Regions from separate parts of the Cydia pomonella genome. Here region 2 is linked to region 1. A link is a contact called in public Hi-C data. All regions are on one chromosome and are shown on one strand. Each heading gives the region's core, a stretch centred on a gene start, on an enhancer-like site or on the middle of the called end of the contact. The rest is flanking DNA. Distances are from core to core; before and after follow the strand shown. Region 1 holds the start of LOC133530438 (microtubule-actin cross-linking factor 1, isoforms 1/2/3/4/5-like). Region 2 holds the start of LOC133530097 (protein Cep89 homolog).

What was found. Hi-C and Micro-C count contacts between places; a contact is called where the count stands out from the background.
Region 2: a contact with region 1 is called in a Hi-C map of whole body, with 2.6 times the contacts expected there. The contact joins the promoter of LOC133530097 here to the promoter of LOC133530438 in region 1. A contact is called at or near these places in 2 of 2 Hi-C or Micro-C datasets (both in whole body).

The regions. Positions count from the first base shown.
Region 1 is chr22:11,945,471-11,951,304 of ilCydPomo1, reverse strand. LOC133530438 (microtubule-actin cross-linking factor 1, isoforms 1/2/3/4/5-like) reads left to right here and starts at 3,577. Exons shown (of 106, transcript XM_061868349.1): 1 at 3,577-3,919.
Region 2 is chr22:12,079,559-12,085,392 of ilCydPomo1, reverse strand. It overlaps LOC133530097 (protein Cep89 homolog), which reads right to left and starts at 2,095. Exons shown (of 14, transcript XM_061867929.1): 1 at 1,531-2,095; 2 at 1,323-1,448. The coding sequence starts at 1,352.

The DNA.
Region 1 (5,834 bases), core at 2,328-4,827:
AGCTAAAGACGGTTCGAATCCGGCCTTCACCACTGGACTGCTTCGTCACTTTTTCTTTAATATATGACATCTATTTCAGTTTACGAGAACTAATAATTGAATCCTTAAGAAAGGTATTCATTTGCCTGAACTACCTAAAGGGCATTCTAGAAAAGTGTCGTCTACCTACACAGTTTTTTAACACTTGTGATAAAGCTAATAAGCCGATATTTCGCATGACGTTTGATAACTTTGCTTTAAATTAGTATGTAATACAGACGTTTGCAGGTTATTAAGGTAGCTGCAGCTACCTAATGCGTCACGTCCCTGACAAATTCTTTTTGTGGAATGCCCCCAAACGTTTCTGTTGCGGTCTTTGTATTTTGGGTAAGAGTATCGACGCCTCTTTGACACAAAATGGCACGTAAGTTTGCATCTCCAAATGAGTGAAATAGCGCCCCTAATTTCAAAAATCTATCCAGCCTAACCTATGAAACCTACTCATAGGTCTGTTGGGATCATTGTAGAAGTAACTGAAGTGAAAAGTTGAGAACCGATTGAGATAATTGCAATGTAAACGCTTTATGAAAAATCTTACGTTCGCACTCCACACACAGGCTAGGAACTGGATAGTTGGATATTGCTGAAGTTTGTATGTTTACCAAGACTGAGCGATCCTTGGCGAGTATGATAACAGTTTTTCCGAAAAGTATAACGTTTGTATTGCATTATTTTATAATCATTAAATAATACATGGTAATCATACACGGTAGTGCAATAAATGTTTATGATTTGTATTCCATTGGAAACAATCAAAGGTATATAAAACATGTAATAAACAACTCTAATTACGATTGAAATGTATGCAGCTGCTTATAGCATCTACAGATCGTTACGATAACAAGTCTAGATCTCTATATATAGGTCAACTAGTTGTATCTGTGTCATTGTTACCATACTAGGATGGCGCCATATATTTGTATCCACGACGGGGCTAGGCTGTACTTTTGTGAAGGTTCATAAATTTTAAGCAGGGAAGTTTTGGCAATTCCATTGTTTAGGTGTAGGTACATTTGTTACTCGAACTTGGAGTGAGCGCGACGCACTCGTAACAATATCGAATCCAGTTGTCCAGGCTAGAAGCTAATGTCAGGATAAGTTGTTAATAACAAAAAAAAAAAACGTTTAACTAATAATCAGTGGATCTTATGTCTTTGCAATAAGGTTTAAGGTATGTCGGTTAACAGCGTTGACGTTCAAAATAAGTAGTGTAAGACCAATTATTGACATTAAACTCTTTTACAAAAAGAGTTGCGCGTTTTTATTTTTACCACTTATTCCAAATTACTCAGTATTAGGCTCACCACCACATTAATTGCATCTATATGGTATCTTGTAAATTATGAGCGATTCTCACATGTTTTATCTGTCCATGCAAACGATGCAGATGATGGTAAGTCTAACGGAAAGGCATTCGCTTGGCGCTTACCGTTGTGCCCGGGAGGTGGCGCTGGGCGTGCTGCGCAGGATTGCGAGCTAAGCTTTGCTTGGCAACGCTTTCTGCCGCTTGACGATAGGTGGAGCTAACAGTACCTACATATATATGTCTAATATAATCAGTAATCAGTGTCTTTATTGCTTTCATACTTAATACAAGATGTTACATTTTATTTTGTTCAACCATGGAACCCTGTAGGGCACTGCAATGCAACTTAAAATGTAACTTAACTATGTGAGAAAAAGTTTATAAAAATGTATGTACTATGTATAGTGCTTTCATAGTTACGAAAATTGTAGAGTTGATAAAGTTTCATTAACAAATAGGAGCCAGGTTTTTCGCCTTGTATTATTTGTTTTATATAGTAAATTTGCAAACCGAGATGCATGTACTCTAGTACGTACTCGTATATGTCATACCGATACTAAAACACACAATTTGTGTCTCGTTATCTCGTTAACGAAATTAAGGACCCTGAAGCTTAATTTATGTTCACAACTTTAGCATATGTCCCGTCATACGCCCGGTCGCCATATGTCCCGTCACCGTATTTAAGTACCGCGTCCCGTATTTTTTCCCGTCCCGTTTTTATCCCGTATAATATATCAATACCGCTGCGCAGAATCCCTGTATAAATGGTCACAGTCATGTCTTTTTTTTACAAGCTTTTATTTAAATTGCCCTGTATAACCTGTATTGGACAAATCTTGCAAGTTAAATTTGACCCACTTCCCGGTTTTCTATGAAGCTGAAAATTTGCATACATATGTAAGTCGGGTGACAATGCGATATTATGGTAGCATCAAGCTGATCTGACGATGGAGACAGGAGGTAGCCATAGGAACTCACTGGTAAAACAACGCAACCTAATTTATGTTCACATTAATTTCTGGTTATTAGATCATCATGTTGTTATAATAAGGTTGAACAGCATACATATACTCTTGATTATAAAATTTAATTCTAGGCGGCAATCCTTTTATGGAATGTTAACGTCGTGTAAAAAAATTCTTACTTCCACATGCTATTGAGGCCATTTGATTTATGTTAAGATTATTGCTTTCAGTTACTATGTAACTCGATATTAAAGCTACGTATATGTTCCTCGAATGTCAGACAGTTAGGAAGTAAGTATCAGGAAGAAATCGCTCGATTCTCGACAGGTGTGACCAGGTACAACCCACGCCGAGCTTGTTTACTTCTTATTTAGCGAGTGGGCATATGGGCGGTCTAAAATGTATTACATATTATCTATATGGTATTGTACTATATTATTTAATTATCTTAGCTGACGAGTTCATGAAATACATTATACGACGTGTGGGTGCATGTCGGTATGTTTGTATGGAATGTGGACTTAAACTGCAATGACAATAGTATAAAGGTTCCGAAGAAGTCTATCGCGTGATGAAATCAAGATTAAGCCTATACTAGCTTGGAAGTAAACCTTAGTTTCAAATGATACCTTAATTTAACCTATTAATTAACTTTGAAAACCATTGCAAAAACAGCAAAGGACTCACATAGCACGTCCAATAAAGAAAAATATATGAGAGAAAGCTCTATGCGTCGTCTGAGAAGTCGGTTGAAAACTGAGAAAATCTTTCGCTTTCATCTCAATCGTATAGCTTTACAATTTATGCTCGTCAGCTCCAAGCTCGTGAAGATAGCCCGCCAAAAGTCACCAGATGGTGCCATTTAGAAAGTTGGCATTGGCGCTGCTGACATATTTGCCGTGGAATTTCTATTGTGTATTATACTTGTAATCCTATACTTATTTAAATTCTATCATGAGGTCAAACAAAACTAAGTCACGAATCCATTGCAAAAGTCAAAAATCATGTTTGCAACATAACAATGCTGATTGTAGCTAAATGACGTGTCATTGTTATTCAAAACCGATTGAGTACTAAGTCATACAAAACGAAACGGAACGGAATATGGATGTGAATATTTACAATTTATTAATCATCTTCCATGATTGATTTACCCATGCTCATCACACATAGTATTTAAACATTTGTATAGTGAATACACAATGTTGAACGACTCGTAGAAATGACTTCATCGCAAAATTTTAATGTGTAATTGATAGTTCATTCATAAATCTTATCCCATATTAGTGACGTACTTAAGATGGAAAATTGCAATCATCAAGCGACTGAGAGCCATTCGCGATCAATATATTAGCCATTGTTGCAATAATATGATCTAGTTAAAAATCCCCATAAAATAAGTCAAATTGTTTAATAACAAACCCTCATACGCCACCGTCCGTCACGCTGGCCTGCGCCGGCGCACCAGCACAGCACGCCAGTCACCTGTCAACCCGCGCTCGACTCGCACGCGCCGCGTCCGTCCCAACTCAAACACATACGAAACGAAACGAACGTTAACTAACACGACTAATTACTAACCAGTGATTTGAAAAAAAAAATTGTGGTGTGTTTTTGTTTTTTATTTAGTGACGTGATTGGTGGATTCGATACGCGATTTTTATGCCGGTGACAACTTTAACGGTTTAGGAGTTCGGTTTAGATTTAGAGTCGATTGTTTGGCGTGGATTTTCCATAGGAAATTAATATTCTGACTGAATATATAATTATAAAGGCAAATTAATTAAACCTCAGGCTCTTCCAAGTCCACGAGTATGGTTATAATTGGAAATTATTAATTTCATTACACTTACAATACTTGTTACATGTACTTACTGTACACACACGCAAATGTAGTATTTCCTCTTGAAACTAGTTATAGCTAAACATCTTTAAAGGATAGCCAATTTATTAGATATTTCATAGAGACATTTAACACCCACCCACGACCCACTTCACGACAACGATAAATTCCCACTATACTTATAACGATCAAATGTAGAATAGCTTTAACAAATTCTACGTTAACTCCTTTTAATTAGGCAAGTAAATTTTTATTGCCCACATACAAGGACTGCATTGTCTAAGCGTTTGACGTAACGTATGTGCCGGAGCATGCAAAGAGCAAAGTAGACGCATTGTAGCAAAAAGGCGTATGCGCTGTGCTAGACTTCATACATTTAGTACATTTGTCAATGGTGGATACCAAAGATTATTCATTAACGCCACAATCATGTCAGCCTATTGTTGCGGGTTGTTTTCAAACAAAAATATGAATAGATTAAATTATAATACCTATGTGTAGAAAAGAGATATAGTTAATATATCTACGATTCTCTCACAAGTAGTTCTCATAGGAAGAATATGTTTACTAATATTTACCAATCAATGTTATTAGATGTGTAATTTGCCCCATAAATTAGACAACCTAGGTAAAGACCTAAAGCCTTTTGTTTTGTCCCAATTTAAATAAATAAAACAACAATAACAAACATGAAAAAAATAAAATCCAAACATATTAGCCTGACAATTATATATGACTTATAAAAATTGCAAACTGTTAGCTGAACTTATGCAGATGGCAAATCTAATACACATACAGGTGAACATATTTTTTTTTAATCGTTTTTTACACCTAGAAGTGACATCACTTTTTCCATAAACATTCCAATACAACATGCGTTTAATATTTTTGATCGGAGACCGGTTTAAAGTTAAAAGCAAATTGTTTTGAAGCATCGAATAGGTAAATATAGGGTATTAGTTTACTTGTTTAATTAAGGATCATTATTAATACTGAGCACATATTTGTAATAAACAAACGTATTTCTCATACAAGGTGTATCGTGTTCTGATCAAAGTTTTTTTTTATCTTGGACAGGTCGTTCAAGTCGGTCAACCTCCATACAAAGGCCAAAAAGTTTTACGGGAAAAAAAATTTTTTACTACTCTTTCCTGATTCGAATTCGATACCGAACGGATCCCCACTATTTCTGTTACGCCCTGTATGCAGTATTTGTAAATTCATCAAGACCTTAGTAGATTTGTTTAACTGAAATGTATACGATATATACAAATCCTTTATTGCGGAAAACATTTATCCTTCTTTTTTTTATAACCTAAACACGTTCAAGATTTATAACCGACATCTAAGGAATAATCTGTAAAGTGTTTAATATCTTAATTCGTGACTTTAACTTGATTTTCACGTATGCTTGCATGATGCGTCACAGGATATATGTGACATTCGGTTCAAAGCGCCCTCCTTTTCCGTTAGCGTAACTTCTTACAACGCATGACGCATTACATCTTTTGCTCGCCACCAAAGAACCTGATTTATGGTTATATCTGGCTTAATCACAAACTTTAACATTTTTTCAATTGAGGATTCGAGGAAAATGTTGTTTTTTACAAATCTGGTTCAGGCAGGAAAGAAGCGGAGTAAATGAAATTGATTGTTATGAAAACATACCATGGCATAT
Region 2 (5,834 bases), core at 846-3,345, 140 kb before region 1:
CATTGATGATTTTAGAATAATACATGTAATAACTTTAATATACACCATGTTTTTTTAAACTCTGTTAACTTTGGATACGGCTAAGTACATTTAAGGAAACAAAATGTCATAATTATTGTTAAGTATTATTTTTTATTTTCATAAAAAGTAATTAAATGCTGCATATAAAGTTATAATACTGACATTATGTTTAACTCTACCAAACAATTGCAAACATATCAATAAAACTTCAAACATGATCATCCAAGATCATTTGAGATGAAACACTAATCAATATATATAAACATGCCATAAGGCAAGTGCACACATTCGTAGGGGCCTTATCGGATATACATTTATTAATTTTATGATGATGATGTAATTCTGTTATCCCTCATTAGGGACATAGGACTCGCAGAAGAATTTTCCATTTGGCGCAATCCTGGGTGGCTACTTCCAGCTCTTCCCAGCCGAGTCCAGTTGAGCCAGCCTCCTTCTTAAATTCTAATTAATTTTATAACAAGCAGATACGTCTACGACCTATACTCCAAATATGAAACCTGGTTAAGAGCAAATGCACGGATTGCGGAGGTTGCGGGTTCAAGTCCTGCCGGAAGCATAACTTTTTCCATTTCTTCCTTTAATATAAAATTTATAAATAAATTAATGAGCATTTCAAAATGGAGTTCATTAGAATACCTTTGAGAAATAATTTAAGCTCAGGAATGCACCTTTTAAATTAAAAGAGTTTAAAAAAATATGGTCTATAGACACATATGTGACAGACAAAATTATATAATTTATAATAATGTACCTATACAAAACATCTTGTGTATTTTATCAGTTGGTCAACCAATGATACCATTCTAAAGATACAAAGTTTGACCCAGACATTGATTCACATGATTTTAGTTTGTGAATAGTATGTATAAAGTCTCCATTATGAAATGGGCTAATGTTTAGCAAACAGCTCAGAACTTCAAGTCAGAGAAAGCTGCTGATGCTAGCAATTTTGTAGAAGTGTTCATAGGCTAGTCACCATACTGATTAAAATTATGGGAAATGGTGTCAGGGAATAATGATAACAAGTATAACCACTGTAAACATCCAACTAGTACATTAATATGTACTTATCGAGGTCAAATAAAGTAACTCATTAACTGCTCTATGTAATTTAAAGACACAAATTTGCTTATAACCATAATAAAGAGTAACAAAAAACATGATTTCAATAGACATGCAAACATAATGATCTTTTTGTTCAATTAATTCAAGTATGTTATATGTAAACATTATAGCTTGGAACCAGTCATACAGAACTTCGTAATAAAAAAGGAATTTACCTTTGGACTTTGATAAAAACCATCTTCCATCGTCACCTAGTTTCGAGAAGCGAAATCTTAGCACCCATATTGAATATTAACACAACAAAGGAAAGAGTTCTGGTATTTGTTCCGGCGAAGACAATGCTGAAAAGATTTGCGTGTTCCGGATAATTTGTAGGTCACGTATTTATGTAAAATAAGTAGGTCACAAAAGTTCAATACTTACACGCGAACAATGTATTGACAAAACTTTTCACTGTATAATAACTGGTTTGTACTATTAAATCATAGGCACTATTCAGATTCAGTCTTTTTTTTTAAACTCATGAAAGAGGTGATTCTTTTTGTATATAGCATATTCATTATTTCCATTTGAGTTAGCTTTGATTTTCTACCCTTGTAGTAATAGTAAACATCGGTATTTTGACATTCGGTTGCCATAGTTACCGAGTCCGAACTATTTAAGACACCGTTTTACACGCGTGGATAATGTACATTTTGCCTTTTATTATAGATGCATTTTCATTTTTGGCCAGTTACATGATAGAAGCGGGAAAAATTTAATCGTTTCGTTTTCGTCATTTGTTTTTATTTTATCTAACTTTTGCGTATCTTGTAATTATTTTTACTACGTTTTACCTATTTTAAGGCATATTCCAAAAATGAAAAGTGTTTCTCTGTGCTATCATGGTGTTAAAATTCTAGGATTTCCTGCATATTACGTGAGTTTCAAATTTTTTTAAAATGAATTTTCAAATTGAAATGTTTAGTTTGAAGATGTTCCAAAACCATTTTATATATTTTGTTATGTATATTTTGTTCACTTTAGAATTTTTTGAGCAGATTATTTTCACTATTTCATATTCATACCTAGCTACAAGTCACGACTTACACAAAAATATATAAATGTCTACCAGAGTTAAAGAAAAAAACGGCCAAGTGCGAGTCGGACTCGCCCATGAAGGGTTCCGTACACTTTATGACGTATTAAAAAACACGACTTACTAGATCTCGTTCAAACCAATTTTCGGTGGAAGTTTGCATGGTAATGTATATCATATATTTTTTTAATTTTTCATTCTGTTATTTTAGAAGTTACAGGGGGGGGACATTTTTTCACTTTGGAAGTGTCTCTCGCACAAACTATTCAGTTTAGAAAAAAAATATATTAGAAACCTCAATATCATTTTTAAAGACCTATCCATAGATACCCCACACGTATGGGTTTGATGAAAAAAGATTTTTTGAGTTTCATTTCTAAGTTTGGGGTTCCCCCAAAATTTATTGTTATTTTTCTATTTTTGTGTAAAAATCTTAATGCGGTTCATTACATCTACTTACCAAGTTTGAATAGTATAGCTCTTATAGTTTCGGAAAAAAGTGGCTGTGACATAATCGGACAGACAGACGGACATGACGAATCTATAAGGGTTCCGTTTTTTGCCATTTGGCTACGGAACCCTAAAAAAACAACGAACGTGGGAATAGTTAGGATAGGAACCACAAATTAGTATCACAAAAGGTAGTAATGTATTACTACCCTTCCGGGGAATTTATTGAATTTATTATGAAACACAAGTACGTAAAACATAATACTTAAAAAAATCTTAATTATTTCTCATTACTTTCCGTTCGGTGACCCCGCATCTTCTCAATAATATTATTATCTTATCACCTTATCAGTTCTTAGGCACCTGTTTCAATGTTTGCCATTCGCGAATAGATGTCGTTACTGGTCTCAAAAATACAGTAAAACATTATAATCGGGTAAATGCAATATGCTTTGTAACTGGGCAGTAAACCTGTGATAATAACGACTTTTGAATTTAGTCGGGTTATACTCACTAATGCGGCTGCGCTGGAACAGCTGAGCGACAGCAGCGACGCGGCGTGATGTGTTTGAACTTAGAACTAAACAGTCGCATCATGTCTGCCCGCCGGTTCGGTGTATAACGCTCGGCATTTAGAATAACCTAAAAGCATTTGTCTTACTCCGTCCTCGCAAATTGAGGTTCCTTTTAGTTAATCATATTTATAAACTTTAGTTACTTGTAGCAAGTGTCATTTTAATGTGTTTGTAGAAGTCACGGCAGTGTTCATCAAGATACGCACTTACTGCCTTCTCGCTTGCGTTTATCGATTTTCATTTTACAATGAACATATTGTTTTGTTTACTTTATAATAGTGTGTAACGTTAATAAATCGATGAAAAATGTGGTGTATTCGTTGAGTGTTGTGGTGTAAGATTGATTCAAGTATGTGCGAAGGTGCGCGCGAGACTTCGTGTTTTGGATGACAAAAACATGGAATTTGAGAACGACTTCAGTCTGAAAGAATGGGCGAAGGACAAGCCTTTGTCCATTCTCCAGCTGGATCCGGCGGATAGAGCTGTGCTCAGGATAGCAGGTTAGTTAAAAAGCTCGTTATACAAAAACAACACCCCCCGGTTTATCAGTACTCTGTAGCATATGGGTGTCATTTCCCCATAATTGTCTACATTAATCAGGCCACGTTATCACGCTTTTGATAACGTCACCATTCAAGATTAATAATGTCAGCAGGGTAAACTTGATAAAAAAAGTATAAAACAAAATGCAGCGTGTTATTTTTGTACCGTGTTTGTTTTTTTCGTGCAATTGGCCTCGCGTAGGTTTTCACTTTCGTCCAGTCTCGTAAATTGGTCTAGAACGATACATGCAACTTGAATAACTTCGTTATTTTCTGTTTTCGAATTAAAACTCAAGGTTGAGCACACCGGTTAATTAAGTAGGTAGGTATCTACGTACGTATTTGCAGTTTGTTTACATCCTGTAGTAATTGTACTGTAGTAAGTTGATTGCCCTAGTCCCCTATGGACCGGTGGGTAAGTCTGTAGCCAATAGGATGGTTGTATTTTGCACGGATGTTTTCAAGGCCGTTCAATTTCCTCTTATAAAAACTAACAGTATAATTTTTAATAGTTTCTGTTATTTGATGATGATTTTTAATTACGTAGGTATTTAATTTACCTAAATACCTACACCTATTTGAAGCTTATCTGCCTGGGTACATAGTCTACAGTACATGCCTATACTGCCTATCAAATATGTGAGTAATGTAGGTATTTGGTTTGAATGTTAATATTCTGCAATCTAGGTACCTACTACTCCATCGTCTATCACCTATTCCACCTATAAGGTCTTAGTATTCTACATACGACCTAACTATCGATCTTGTATTGGGATATTTCCTAAATCTACAGAGCCAATCTTATGATAGACACTAATTCTAAGTATTCTAACAAGCGTTCCTAAGATGTAATATTATTACGTAGATTGATTCAATCCGCAATCTCCCATACTTATCTACATGCTCTAATGAAGACAGATGTACGTAACATATTAGGATCTAGACACTTTAGAACTATACCACAGGAATCTCAAAAAAAAAAGTTTTCTTCACAATTACCTATGTCTTGTGTGAATTTCGTCATTACTCATTAGAATAGCATCGCAACTTTTTTACCTACCTACTTATAATAAATTGACTAACATATTCATCTGAACATTATGTGTTTTACCCGCGTGAATGATGTATCCAAAAATAAGCTACCACATAAGTTGAGCAATACGACTTTTTAAACAGTCACATTTAATTTACGGTCATTATGACGGAGTTAAACGTACCGACAGAAGCGTAATCACAAAAGCATTGAAACAGTAAGGCGTGACGTCACAAAAAGCATCACAACACCTTTTCTTTTCTAATCAACAGTTCATTAACCCATGGTATCGTGATCTTTTTGTCATTTCCATGGCTTTCACCGATCCATTCGCATTAGAATGGAAACTCAATGGAGGTTGAACTATAGCGTGATTAGGAATTTAAGTAGCCTAGCTAGACTTAGAAACTAGCCTTTGTAATCTAGGTATAGACCTTCAGGACTTTCCTCATTGATTTCACTTACGAGAACTCTTAAGGCCAGTCCAGGCGAGACAATTTTTCGCCCAATGTAATTAAATTATCTGATCAAATCGAGGCACGAACACAAGAATGCCAATTTTACGCTAGTTAGGGGCATTTTTTTTTATTTGGAGCACATTTGATCATACCGACTGGACTCTGGACGAGTAGGCATCGTCTTGGTTAAAAGAGGAACAAATTAGGTAAGTACCTATTTACAATTCTACAAGGTTGCATGAACCATCACATCCTTTTTTTGTTTATTTTATTATAATTAATAGCTAAAAACTTGTAAACCTTTTACGCCTCCCGTAAAAATATATATACTTTCCTCTAAATACGTAGCATGCGTAAATTCGGTAAAAATTTCAAATATATTTTGTAAAAAAAAATTTATGAAATGCGCTATATCTACTGTAATATATACTAAATACATATGCAATTATAGATAATCAAATCCAACTCTCTTAACGAATTAGCGACGGAAATGTTGCAATAATTATAAACGAAACGAACTAAAGTTTGATGACACTAAACCACATGAAACATTAGTTACTAATGATATTCGAAATGAATGTCATCGACCGT